Linked DNA regions of Zea mays: regions 1, 2 and 4 are each linked to region 3. Evidence: chromatin contacts called from public Hi-C data. All regions are on one chromosome and are shown on one strand. The core of a region is the stretch at or near the end of the contact, and the rest is flanking DNA. Distances in the headings are between cores, read along the strand shown.

Region 1 (3,555 bases), core at 930-3,429, 460 kb after region 3:
AGAGACTCTGAGACTGCAACAGTGGTTTGGTTTTCCAAGTACAAGAGACAGTTAAGAGACTGTATAATACAACCCTGAGACACTAGACCATAAATACAATTAAGAGTTATGGAGAATCCTCGAGAGACCCCATATTAAATGGGGTTGTGCATACCCTTAGCGCTACTCTTCAATAAACAAGAGAGTAATCCAGATGACATGCACATTATGACATTAATAAATAGTTTAGAAAGACGAAATCTTTTACATTCTTGTATAAGAACATTACTAGGTGTTGATGGTTCTCTTCCAAAAAAAAAAAAACTAAACTATCATGGGATATGGTTACCTGATGAGTGCGTCCTGTCTCTAGTCTCCACTCAACTAGTGCGGATCCGCCACCAGCAAAGACCTCTCTTACTTTGTACCTGTATGATTTTTTTCCCAAACAAAACAAGTTTCCTAAATGAGCCAAATTACACATGAAAGCCTTTAAATTAGGTTCAAGTTCAGAAAATACTTAGTTTCATGAGTTCCCATTTAGAATTCAGATTTCCGCTTTTCGCATGGTCATGGCAACCCTCTAGTGTAAATGTAAACTCATTTTTATCATTTTATGACTGGATTAAGTAACTGGACATTATTACAGCCATTGACTATTTTGACATGGGTCCTTCTAGCTCCTCACTCCTACCTGCTTACATGGGTGCTTACAATTAAGATGTCGAAACAGAATGGTCACAGTAATCAACCATATCTGAACAATGCAAATAGCTTCGAACTACATAATCAACATCGTTAGTACTAGACCTAGGATGCATTTTAATTCAAGTGGAAAAGCATTGAGGAGGCAACGTCATATAAGGATCCAAAAGAAGGGGCACAAGTGGCAGCTTGGATCACCTACTAGCAGCATTCCGTGCATATCTGTGGCCTGATCCAGCAATAGCAGTCATACGAATCCGATTGTTAGGATCACGTGCAATAGAAGCCTCAATCCTGCCAGAATTTGGATTAGGTGCGCCACAAGTAAGACTGATGTATACCCTACGGATTGTATGCAGCTTGAACTGTTCTGCTAATCGAGCATGAGAATGCTCATCCTGTCCCAAAGAAGAAAGACAAAGAAAAATGGGAGAGTTCAGCATAAGTCTGTATTATACGCACAGATTTCATAAAAGATTCTGAAGTACCAGGTTTATTTTTTAAAAAAAAAATGGGTGGCTATCACAACTCAGAATTCAATACCTTAGCAACAACAAGAAGCCCACTTGTCCCCTTATCCAGCCTGTGCACAATACCAGGGCGCACAAGAGCATTCCGGACTTCTGAACTTACATCTTCAGCAGCAAACTGATCCACATGAAATACATCAGTGTCTTCATCCGTAGAATCCGGGCATTCATCACCAGCTGAGCTGCGTGCTAAACAGGTAAATGTGGAGATCTTGCAGTGATGAAGTATAGCATTGACTAATGTGCCTTTGGCATTTCCTGGCGCCGGGTGAACAACCATATGAGCCGGCTTGTTGACAACAAGAACATGGTCATCCTCATAAACGATGTCCAGCGGGATGTCCTCCGCCTCTGCCCTCAGCGGCTGTAGCTCTGACACCGTGCAGCTGACCAAGTCCCCTCCCTTCACAGTATGCGAAACCTACAATGCACAAAGTGAAGTACAATTGGTGCTGCATGCCCTCATATACCTTGTGAATTGTCTCGTCCGGAATCAGAGTTGTAGTTTAAGCTACAAATCAGCTACAATAATGTATAAGCAGCATATTCCACAGTTCTGCTAACACAAGGATCATCCGACCTCGCTTGACAGGAAGCAAACAGAGCCTAGAGACACGGGGTAGCAGTGGCACCTTGGAGACCGGGCGGCCATTGACGGCGACAAGCCCGGCCCGGATGCTGGCCTGCACGCGCGCGCGGCTAACGCCCCCGCCGCCGAGACGCGCCGATATCCAGGCGTCTACCCTCGAGCGCCCCTCGCCGACGGGCACGGCTTCCTCCAGGCGCGTCCCGCCGTGGCCTCCCTTCCGGCTCTCCGCCGCCTCCGCGCTCGCGTTGGAGGAGGCGCACCTCGCGTAGAAGGCTCTAGGCCTGCTGCTACGGATGTTCTGGCAGCGCATGAGGCCCGAGAGGGTGGTGGCAACCGCCGCCGGCGGTGGCGCCGTCGCAGCTGCCATTGAGCTGCCGAGGGGGTGGACCGGTGGAGACGTGAGCACTGAGGGAGAGGATAGTGTGTGGGTAGATGGGCCTGTTGTTGGGCCAAGGTTGTCAAAAAATGGGCTGTAGGTCACAACGAATTTCTTGTTTTAATTGAAAGGAGCAATAGCATGTGAGTTTCTGCCTGCCATACGTGACTTGCTCATGCATCAGTCGTACAGTCGACTTTCTTTATTTCGCCTCACGGGTGGATGTGTTTTTTCTCCTCCTCATTGATCCAAACAAAAGGGAAACATTTATATTCATAAAGTCAAGTAGGGTTGTTTTCAAAGGGAGTAATGGACAGACTTGTGTTAGGCGATTTAATTACATCCCTTTCAAAAAATCTATATATGTAAAACGTATAAAATGTTAGGATTTATTGAGTTTGACTCGTTTATATAACTAACAATAAATTCGAAAATAAATATCAAAGACCCACTCACTAAAACGATACATGAATATCTAGGACACTAATGCTGTTTAGAGCAGATCGTGCAATTTCGGGCCTGATCTAATTCAAATTATTTAAAATTTAATTAAGTTTATAAAAAAACATTGTCGACATGTATGATTCTAAATAGCTATACTATGAAAATATATTTCACAATGATCCAGCTTATGAGAAAAATACAAATGATGCCATTCTAGGCCCGGTCAAACTCAAATTACTCTAAATTTAACTAAATTTGTACAATATATCATCAACATGAATAACTTCAAATACATATACTGTGAAAATATACTTCATATAAAATCCAATAAAACTTAAACTTATTTAGTACTATATTGTCGGGGACCATAATTAGGGGTACCCTCAAGACGCCTAATTCTCAGCTGGTAACCCCCATCAGCATAAAGCTGCAAAGGCCTGATGGGCACGATTAAGTCAGGGATCAGTCCACACGAGTGACTCGATCACGCTTCACCCGAGCCTAGCCTCGGCCGAAGGCAGCCGACCTCGAGAGACTTCCGTCTCGCCCGAGGCCCCCTTTTTATGGCGGACACATCACCGGCTTGCCCAAGGTCTTGGTTTCGCTCAGAAGCAACCTTGACTAAATCACCACACCGACTCACCAAATTGCAGGGGCATTTAACGCAAAGGTGGCCTGACACCTCTATCCTGACACGCGCCCCCGGCAGAGCCGAGGTGACCGCCGTCACTCCACCGCTCCACTGGCCAGTCTGACAGAAGGACAGCGCCGCCTGCGCCACCCCGACTGCAGTGCCACTCGACAGAGTGAGTCTGACAGGCAATTAGGCCTTGCCAAAGGCGCCACGGCGAACTCCGCTCCGCCCGACCCCAGGGCTCGGACTCGGGCTAGGACCCGGAAGACGGCGAACTCCGCTCCGCCCGACCCCAGGG
Region 2 (3,424 bases), core at 197-2,696, 430 kb before region 3:
TACCATGGATACTACACTAACATTTCACATGGATGTAAACTGATTTGAGAAATGGCCCTGTAACCAATACAAGGCAAGCAGTACATCTTTTAAGCCTGAACTAATGTAACTTGATGACTTGAGATTAACTTCTACAAGGCAAGCTCAGACCACTGATGTTAACTCCAAAATAAAAGGCCAAATGTTAAGACATGTGAGCAAATTTACCAATCTCACTGCAATTAAGATGGTAAAAATGGCCAAGACATATCACCCACCATAATCTGATACCCCCAAAGGCACAGATAAATGGTGACTCAACCCACAATCCCCATCTGCGCACATCTATTCCACAAACAAATAGCCCCATCAATGTTAACGAGCAGCAGCTCTAAATCAGGTTGTACAAACTTTCATCCAACAAACCCTGTACTGCTGAAATGAACAAATCTAAAACAATCCAGAGAGGAAGAAATGCTGAGTGACTTCACCCCAAAAGGCCTATAAAATACACAGACCAATTTGAAGCCAGCAACAATTTATGTGGATCATGTACAAGATCCCAGATTAAGCCCCATGAAAATCCAGGGACAACTAATCCTCACGACCTAACATTTTAGTTTCAAACAGTACCTGCGAGCTCTGCACTTGGGACTTGAACTTGGAGATATTGGACTCCTGCAGCATCTCACTCTGCAAACAGAGTACCAAGACCACCAAATGAGAAAGACAACCGAGCAATCCGTCCACAGGACCCAAGCAAACCTCTATGAAACAACCATCCACGCAATGCCAAAGGCGAGGCGCTTGCCTTCTGCATCTCGGCCTTGGAGACGAAGGACTCGGAGATGCTCTCGAGGCTGTCGTTGAGGACCTCCGTGATGGCGGAGGTGATCGCCTCCGCCTGCTTGGTGGGCACGCCCTGCGACTCCAGCTTCCTGACCTGCGAGCGACACGACCATCCCGGCCCGCGTCAGCAGCTCGCCGGAGCATTCCGCCGAACACCTCTCGGGCGGAAGCCGAAACTGAGCGAGAGTACGGTAAGGAGAGACCCCGGAGGCTTGACTTACCAGGGCGAGGGTGTCTACGAGGAAGGCGCGGCGGCCGTTGGTCTTGACGAGCTGCGAGATGGAGCGGGGGCAGGGCGCGGCCGCCCACCGCTGCGGCCACTGCTGGTGCCCGTGCAGGAGCGCCGCGCGCCTGCAAGCTACGGCAGCGGCCATGGCCTCCTCCTCCTCCTCCTCCTCCCCCTCCCACGCGATGCGGCGGCGGACGGCGGAGGGGTCGGGGGCGCGAGCCGGTGGGGAGCGGTCCGGGGCCCGGCTATATGGGTGGGTGGAGGGCGATTCGGGCGGCTCGGCTTCGTTCCCGGGAGAGGCGGGATCGGAGGCGGAGGTGGCGGTGGCGCTAATTCGGGAAAGCGGAGAGGGGCGACGCTGCCTATATGCGGAGGCGCGGAGGCGACTTGGGGAGGAAGAAGACGCGAAGCAAGAAGGGGGGGGGGGGGGGGGGGCGAAGAGGGACGGTTTTCTTTTGTCTTTTATTTTTTGGAAAAAAAAAACAAAATCGACAAAACATAGTAGCCGCTCCGCCTCCCGCTCTCTAGGCTCACCATCATTTCCTCTGGTGTTTCACTGTCTTTTCAGTTTTGAACGAGCGTGATGAAACATCCATTCCTTCCCCTAATTGGCAGAGCCTTTCGAGCTCTCCAATTTTACAGAGTACTCATGCTTGCTTCCTTATCTTGTGGACAAAGAATCGACCGACTCTGAAGCATAGCCGCAGTTCTCAAAACAATCCCGCTCCAAGCAAGTTGGGTGGCCGGCGTGGAGACGACGACACCCACCGAACCCACCGCGGCGGCCTGGTCCACGCTGGGAAGCGGATCCGGCCCGACCATTCCAATCTGGCAGCCAATCACAGGGACCACCCACCGCCAGCAGACGCGCACGCAGACGCGGGTTGGGTTCAACTTCACGCCGATCGATTCGCTGGATAGACTGATCGTGTTTGGATTGCCTTGTATTCTTTTCTTTTCTTTTTGACCCATTTTCGTAAAGTTGAAATTTTATGTTAGGGGGCATTGCGCGCTTGTCTCTGGACGCATACATATGTTAATCGCATTTTATTCTAGAAAAGTCAACTTTGCACGTTTGTCAGCCGAGATTTCGAAATAAAGTCTCGTGTTAGCAATGGGAAGGGAGGAGCAGTCGAGCAGAGAAGATGCGTGGAGAAGGGGCGAGAGAGCAGAGAAGAAGGGAGATGGCACCGAGAGCCCGGCGGCGTCTCGGTAGTATTCTTCGTATTGTCTTTTATATAGAGCTATTGGATCAAAAACGGCCCACAGCCAGACGACTTCCACTACTTGGCCCACATCGGTCTAGTAACTTTAGTATTTAGACGACTGACTTGCGTGCCGTGTGGCTTGTTCCTGCTGTCTGCTGCCTTCAGCTTGTCGTTCTCGTCAGCATTGCTGACATCCGCCTCCCCTTCAAAGTCTGTTTGTCCCCAAGCAGGTGCATTTAGGAATCGTTCCTTGAGAGCCATCACATCTTCCCAGTTGGTCAATGCTGCGTCGAGGCCGGACCAAACGAGCTTCGCCTGCGCAACCATATTGCTGCCACGCTGAACCAGGCGTCGTTGCAGGATATGAAGAGGGACCTGCAATGGATTAGTACCAGATGGTAGAGATGAAATCGACTGATGATTGGTTCCAGTAGCTGCCTTGAGTTGGGACACATGAAATACAGGATGGATGGAAGAAGTGTCCGATAATTTGAGCTTGTAAGCGACTGGACTGATCTGCTCGACTATCTAAAAGGGTCCGAAGAATTTGAATGAAAGTTTGTGGTTGGCTCTGGTGGCTACAGATGTTTGCACATAAGGTTGCAGCTTCAGAAAGACCCAATTGTGAACAACAAAAACGCGCTCAGATCGCTTCTTGTCGGCCTGCTTCTTCATTCGATCTTGGTGCCGAGTGAGATGTTGTTGAATAAGTTTCTGCATGAGTTCCCTCTCTTGCAGCCATGTTTTCAGGTCTGGAACCGAGATAGCTCGCTGATCAGTAATACCAAAGTGGCGAGGCATGTGGCCATACAGCACCTCAAATGGGGATTTGTCCAATCCAGTGTGAGTATAGGTGTTGTACCAGAATTCGGCCACCGAAATCCACTGAGACCATTGTCTTGGACAAGCATGGACAAAACACCGAAGGAAAGTCTCTAAACATTGGTTAACCCTCTCCGTTTGCCCATCGGAATGGGGGCGATATGCTGAAGACATGCTGAGTTTTTAGTATCTGAAAGTAAAACAGTTGTTGCCAAAATGAGCTTGTAAATATCCGGTCTCTGTCAGAAATAATAATAGCAGACAGTCCATGTAGTTTGTAAATGTGATCCAAAAATAGCTTCGCCACTTTTGAAGCTGTGAAAGGGTGTGCCAAAGG
Region 3 (3,182 bases), core at 628-3,127:
ACAAGAGTCGATGATTTACATCGAGCTGAGTCTTTACTTCGGGAACAAAATAACTCATGAGATCTATTATTTCCGAAGTGCGCTGGTGCTTTTGGTTCGTCAAGCTCCACCAAAAGGCAGGGGCATACATTGAGCACCAAAAGTGGCGGACGATCCGGGCCTTGGGCCGGGACAGTCCGCGTGCCCTGCGATCAGATTAACTCAGGTGATTATCCTTATCTCATGTGTGGTTATCCATCTAATCACGTGGCATTGTTGGTTATCGCCTAGGAACATGTCCAGACCTCCTCCCCTATAAATATAAAGGGGTACGACCGATTGAGAACCCCTCGAACACATTTCAATCGAACCAATTACTTTATTTACTTTTGCCGACCTAGGAGTAGATGTAACGTAGCTTTAGTTGTAGCTTTCCGCATTTTCACCTCCACCCCTATTCGACTCTACGTCGTCTAGATCCGTTCTGGGGTGGCCTGCTGACCCCAGGATGGCCCTAGGATCTTACCCCTTGTGAGGGGCAAGATCTACTTCGTCTACTTCACTCAAGATCTTTTACTTGAATTGATCTATTAATTTCTAGGCGACTCTACGTTGTCTGGAGATGCCTCGGGTGACCTGCTGACCCGAAACACCCTAAGGTCTCTCCCCCGGGAGCGGGATCTAGGTCCTACGAGGAGAAGAAGACGAACCTGCGCCATCGCGGACCGTCCGGCCCAGAGCGTGGATCGTCCGGACAACGCGCAGGGAAGGCGTCGCTCCTGTCGCCAGGTCGTGGATCGTCCGGCCCAGAGCCGTGGATCGTCTGCGCCACCGCATCGAGCACCGCCAGGCGACCCGGCGATCCATCGTGGACCGCCACCACCATTCATCTCGCGGAGCCGAACCCAAGGTATTGCTCATCACGAGAAGACATTGGGGTTCGTTGTTGTTTGGTACCAAATAGGTGGTGACCATCATAGAGGTTTGTCCCACCTTCAGGATAACCTTTTTAGGTACATCAAGTAATCATCCCATTAGCTCTAAGATTTCTTTTCAAGACCACATTCAAGATAGTGTTAATTGTCTTGCGTCTTATTTACTATCTCGCTCCCTAAGGCCTTGACTCTCTGTGGGCAAAACCTAGTGATCATCCCTATGGTCCGAACTCACTACAAGGACGACCTATAAATCGTTAGTGTTTGGTTCAAAAAGGCGCCAACACTAGGCACACGAACTGAAGCTGCATTATTGGAGTTTGTCTTGAGATTGCAAGGAGATCTACACAGTGAGTCCAATAAGATGGCAACGCAGCAGAGGGAACATCAGGATGCTGTGGCCAATTAGGTCAGCGTGGGCAACGTGGTTGTTTCAAACATTTTGGGGATTTGTTATTTTAGCAGTCTGCTGTGTGCTTAGTTTTGTTTAGGGAAAAAAGTTCAACAACCCACAATGACAAGTTTTGAGGAACAAATTTTTAGTAGCCTCTATACACGATACGATGATTAGGCCGAACCAGGCAACCAGCACAATGCTAATGGTCAACAAGCTAAACGCGCGCGCTGGCGCGCGCCAGTTGACTTATTCTAGAGAACGCGAGGCTCCCAAGACGGCAGACGAAGGATCGCGTTTGAGGCGCTACCAGCCAGCCTCTGTCGGGCAGGCAAATAAGACGGAGCAGTGAACAACAACTGGATGGCAGGATTTGCATCATAGAGAAGCGATCGGACGGTAAAGGAATTCTGAATGACGTGGCCTACCTAGTTTGCAAGCTAGGGTCCCTGGTTTAATATATAGGAATGAGCCGGGTCCTATTCGTGATGGACCAAATTCGCATCGGTGCCACGGCCACGGGCCGCTCTGGAGGACCGGCCTTTTTGCACATCTACAGTCCAAAGCACAAGCAGTCAGCGGAATCCAATCCCCTGCCTCGCTCGGCGCTCCGCCGCCACCTCGAATCCAGTTCACCCACCTCCTCCGTCCTTATTCGTTTCTTCCGCCGCAAGCCAGACAGAGTTGACTGTCACCGTGTTCCCTCGGGGTGGGCGATGGGGTCGTCGGAGCCGTCGTCGCGTTCCGTGCAGAACCTCGTGCTGTACGCCGCCAGCGCCGCGCTCAGCTGCCTCGTCCTCTTGGCCGGCCTTCGCCACCTCGATCCCAACCGCGCCGCCTCTCAGAAGGCGCAGCAGCAGAAGAAGGAGATCGCCAAGCGCCTCGGCCGGCCCCTCGTCTCCACCACGCCCTATGAGGTCCGTCCCTCCACCCGTATCCGTATCCGCCTCCCCAATCCCCATCTAGGGTTCACTTCACTCCGACTCAATCCTCCGCTGGCGTCTCGCTCACCGACAGGACGTGATTGCGTGCGACGTCATCAACCCCGACAGCATCGACGTCGAATTCGATTCCATCGGCGGCCTCGACAAGGTCAAGCAAGCGCTCTACGAGCTCGTCATCCTGCCCCTGCGCCGCCCTGAGCTCTTCGCCTCCGGCAAGCTCCTCAGCCCCCAGAAGGGCGTCCTTCTCTATGGCCCGCCCGGCACAGGAAAGACCATGCTCGCCAAGGCCATTGCCAGGGAGTCCGGTGCCGTCTTCATCAATGTCAGGATCTCCAATCTCATGAGCAAGTGGTTCGGGGACGCGCAGAAGCTCGGTGAGCAATTATACTCTAGTCCACTGGATATCCAGCTATCCACCGGTTTTGAATCCATACCTATTGCTATTATAGTAGTCTTTTGCCATATTCTTCTTTTTCTTGTGTCTGTATGCCACGCACCGATCAACCAATGTTTATATGTTACTCTTGTTGTGGCAGCAGCTGCCCACTGGAAACTTATTTGCTCTAGAGACGATGACAATTGCATTGTTTTTTTGTGTCAGGATGCTGTAGAAATCTGCTGATTTTGAATCCATACCCTTCATAGAAGTTTCTTCTTTTATGTTTATATATGTTACTAGTGCTGTTGCAGCAGCAGCTGTAATGCAGTTATTTGCATTGCTAATTTAACTGTCCACATATCTACTACTTTAGAATTAGAATTGATGTCATCTGTATTGTTTTTTTATGTGTGTCTACGCTATACGCTGATGTTAGTGTGCTATTGCTGTGGCAGTGTCTGCTGTATTTAGTCTCGCTCACAAGCTCCAGCCTGCTATTATCTTCATTGACGAGGTTGATAGTTTCTTGGGGCAGCGACGGACAACTGATC
Region 4 (3,464 bases), core at 125-2,624, 290 kb before region 3:
TTTACTTTATGCGGGTCGGGATGCTACGGCCTGCTCACTAGTAGCGAGATAAAATCGGACTACTAATAGACTCTAAAACAACTTGTGAGAGTAAGAGGTGGACTAAGTGTTAAATGTATAACTTGTACCATGAGAGTGTTATTGTTGGCTATATGTGAAATGAGAACGCCATAAAGTCCATTGTACCCTATATATATTACTAGCAAGTTGCCCGTGCTTTTGCTATTTGTATATATCATATAAATATGTATTGAGCTATTCATTCAAATATAATTATTGTTTATTTCTAAACACTAAGATATGTGTAGTCTGGTCGTTAGTCCCAAATTTATAGAGTAGAGGCGTGTGTTCAAATGATCGCGGTAGCACCAAGTACCCAATTTCAGTACTTAATAGTAGCCGGGATTAACCTAACGCTGATAATTAGGGCAAGCACGCACGCATGTACCGCTTGGGGTTTGCTCCATGGAACATAAAAGCCGCCGACGGTAACTGACACCTGCAAGTTGTACCTAACAACACGTTTGTAACCTAGATTAAAAGCTTAATTAATGTCACGACGAAGCTTAATCGTGCACGCATGTCGGATCTCTCGGCGGGGCTAGCCAGCTTGAAAATGCGGCGTTTACATCTGAATAAGCTACACATGTGCAATGCAACTCCAGCCCACATCATACGAAGCTACCGAATTCAAGAAGGGAAATCCATCTTTCAGGATTCAGACGGCAGCTAGCTACACATGTGCATGCAGCTCTCTCATCTGAATCGACCGAGTCAAGCGATGACTTTTTCTTTCTTTCTTTCCTTCTTCTCCTTTTACTATTCAGTACTACCAGTGTGGCGGACAGACTGGAAAACGTCAACACGGTTGCATCGCATGTGTAGCTAGCTATTCAGCGTCGATCGAGAGACGAGCAACCGCGCGCGCTTGTGCTGCCGGTCAAGAACAACTTGGATTTGCTCCTCCTCTTCTTCTTCGTCGTCGTCGGTGCTGGAGCTGGGCTCTGCAGACTCGCGTGAAAAGTCTACTAGTGTTCTTCAAGCGGACTGACGTCACCCGCGCCGGTTTCCCACGCATGCCGTGGTGGCGCGGGCAGGTGGGGGTGAGTGGATGGCAGGTGGACCTGCGCCGCCCGGGGACCACCGGTCAGAAAGCCGTTTTCGGGTGAAAGAATGGAAAAGGGCAAAAAGAAAAATTTGGAAATGCAGTTGGTGATTTCACGGTCGCCTCCCTGGGACCCGACCCGGCCCGGCGCCCTGCCCCTCTCTCTCCTCTCAGCTGCCGCGCTGTAGCCTGTAACTGTAACCGAGGCGAGGCGAGAGAAATAACGGACGCCACCTCCTCCCCCTCTCTCGCCCGCTTCCTGCTCTCTCTTTCTCTTTCTCCCCTGCTTCCCCTTCCATTCCCGACGGACGACGCAACAACCCGCCTGCCCTGCCCTGCCTCACGCTCGCACCCGCGGCGGCGCGGAGGGCCGGAACCTAAACCCTAACCCTAGCGGCCCGCCCGCGATGGGGCAGTGCTACGGGAAGGCAGGCGGCGCGTCGTCGCGGCGGGCGGACCACGACGACCACGCCCACGCGGTCGCGCCGCCGTCCCCGCTGCCGGCCAACGGCGCGCCGCCGCCGCAGCCCGCCACGCCCGGGCGCCGCAAGTCCGGATCGGCCACGCCGGTGCACCACCAGGCGGCGACGACCGCCTGGCCCAGCCCGTACCCCGCCGGCGGGGCCAGCCCGCTCCCCGCGGGCGTGTCGCCGTCGCCTGCCAGGTCCACGCCCCGCAGGTTCTTCAAGCGGCCCTTCCCGCCGCCCTCGCCCGCCAAGCACATCAAGGCCACTCTCGCCAAGCGCCTCGGCGGGGGCAAGCCCAAGGAGGGCACCATACCGGAGGAGGGCGGCGCCGGCGTCGCCGCCGACTCCGCCGAGGCCGAGCGCCCGTTGGACAAGACGTTCGGCTTCGCCAACAACTTCGGGGCCAAGTACGACCTCGGGAAGGAGGTCGGGAGGGGACACTTTGGCCACACCTGCTCCGCCCTGGTCAAGAAGGGCGAGTACAAGGGCCATGCCGTCGCCGTCAAGATCATCTCCAAAGCTAAGGTACTCAAAGCTTTGCTCGTTGGGGGGGGGGGGGGGGGGGGGGGGTGCACTCCTCATGTCAAATTCCACCTTTTTGGAATATTTTGAAATTTCAAATAGTACCTCTATCTGTCGAGGTAACCGGCATGTGTTCGCGCCGAACCGAAACCTTGGTGGTTAAGGGGCTTTGGTTTACTAATTTTTACTCCATTTTATTTCATTTGTCTCTAAATTAACAAACACGGAAACTAAAACTCCGTAGTTGTTAATTTAGTGACTAAAATGGAACAAAATGGAGTGATTAAAAATTAGTCCCCAGGAACCAAACAAAAATGGTCCGGATTTTGCCTACTGAAGGATACTTTTGGGACTTCCTATTTCAATTTTGGAACTTTGCTCTTAAGTTGTTTGGCATTGGCGGCTTTTTGTAGGAAGTAACATAGGAAATCCTAGGATCTTGCATGGTACTTGACCAGTTGTATTTTAGCAATATGTTGTCTAGCGCAATATCTTCTCTTTTTTTGTGTGGTTTTAGGATTTTTTTGACTTTTCAAACAGTAGGGTTGCGCCATGAAAGCTTAATATATTTACTGTTCCATTGTTCAATCCCGATAACATGTCTCCAGTTGCTCCGCTAGATAGTTTGGCTGGTGAGAGTAAATTGTCCTAGTTTCTTGGTTGTGACACTGAGTAGGGGGTTTGACAGTTCTCAGCAGGTTCAGCTGATGCTGGAAATCATGCTAATCTTATGTTTTGAGAAAGGAATGCTTGTAGGAACTTTAGGATGCCGAATAGTACAGTGATTGAAATTATTGGCGAATTACCCAATTCTTGTCCGTTGTTAATTAATGATAAACAATACAGTGCATATCCTGATCTACTCTTTCATTCCCACCTTCTTGTTTGGTGAACAAAGGTCTGCATTTTCCAGCTGGATCCAGTGGAACTTTAGGAAAACCTAACTGATTGTGATTGTTCTATTAACGCATTGCAATTTGCCTTAGGAGCCTAGATTTGATGAAGGTGCCCAAGCTCCATAGGGGATAGCATCGCATAAATGAAACAAAATAAGAATGTCTTACATTGCATCATTCTTAGTAGTATTCTTCTTCATGAAGGAACAATATTGGACTTGTTGACTAGATCAAACAGCTGATAATTTAATAGCTTCTATCATTGTTTTCAGATCGCCTGATCGTCTGATCGATGCCACTGGGCGATCAAACGATTAGTCGCGATTAGGCGACAATCAGGGCGATTAGTCGCCGCTGATCGACCCTAATTGTCCATTGATCGTCCTATGTATTTCCAGGACATATATAGCACTATATATATAGATATTTACTTATATAGTATAGAGACTTGCTCAAAACAAGCACACGTATAGA

Evidence for each region. Hi-C and Micro-C count contacts between places; a contact is called where the count stands out from the background.
Region 1: a Hi-C map of leaf shows a contact between it and region 3, with 4 times the contacts expected there. The contact joins the promoter of LOC100272459 here to the promoter of LOC100273669 in region 3. A contact is called at or near these places in 4 of 25 Hi-C or Micro-C datasets (ear, endosperm, leaf and 1 more).
Region 2: a contact with region 3 is called in a Hi-C map of ear, with 1.9 times the contacts expected there. The contact joins the promoter of LOC100285948 here to the promoter of LOC100273669 in region 3. A contact is called at or near these places in 2 of 25 Hi-C or Micro-C datasets (ear and tassel).
Region 4: a contact with region 3 is called in a Hi-C map of leaf, with 10 times the contacts expected there. The contact joins the promoter of LOC542225 here to the promoter of LOC100273669 in region 3. A contact is called at or near these places in 6 of 25 Hi-C or Micro-C datasets (ear, endosperm, leaf and 1 more).

What each region holds. Positions count from the first base shown.
Region 1 is chr6:93,309,724-93,313,278 of Zm-B73-REFERENCE-NAM-5.0, reverse strand. LOC100272459 (RNA binding protein) reads right to left here and starts at 2,179. Exons shown (of 6, transcript NM_001146932.1): 1 at 1,847-2,179; 2 at 1,228-1,635; 3 at 883-1,082; 4 at 329-407. The coding sequence starts at 2,170.
Region 2 is chr6:94,198,128-94,201,551 of Zm-B73-REFERENCE-NAM-5.0, reverse strand. It overlaps LOC100285948, which reads right to left and starts at 1,446. Exons shown (of 7, transcript NM_001158837.2): 1 at 1,050-1,446; 2 at 791-922; 3 at 613-672. The coding sequence starts at 1,202.
Region 3 is chr6:93,772,313-93,775,494 of Zm-B73-REFERENCE-NAM-5.0, reverse strand. It overlaps LOC100273669, which reads left to right and starts at 1,877. Exons shown (of 5, transcript NM_001360289.1): 1 at 1,877-2,225; 2 at 2,326-2,626; 3 at 3,087-3,182. The coding sequence starts at 2,025.
Region 4 is chr6:94,059,439-94,062,902 of Zm-B73-REFERENCE-NAM-5.0, reverse strand. It overlaps LOC542225 (calcium dependent protein kinase13), which reads left to right and starts at 1,374. Exons shown (of 11, transcript NM_001111835.2): 1 at 1,374-2,097. The coding sequence starts at 1,513.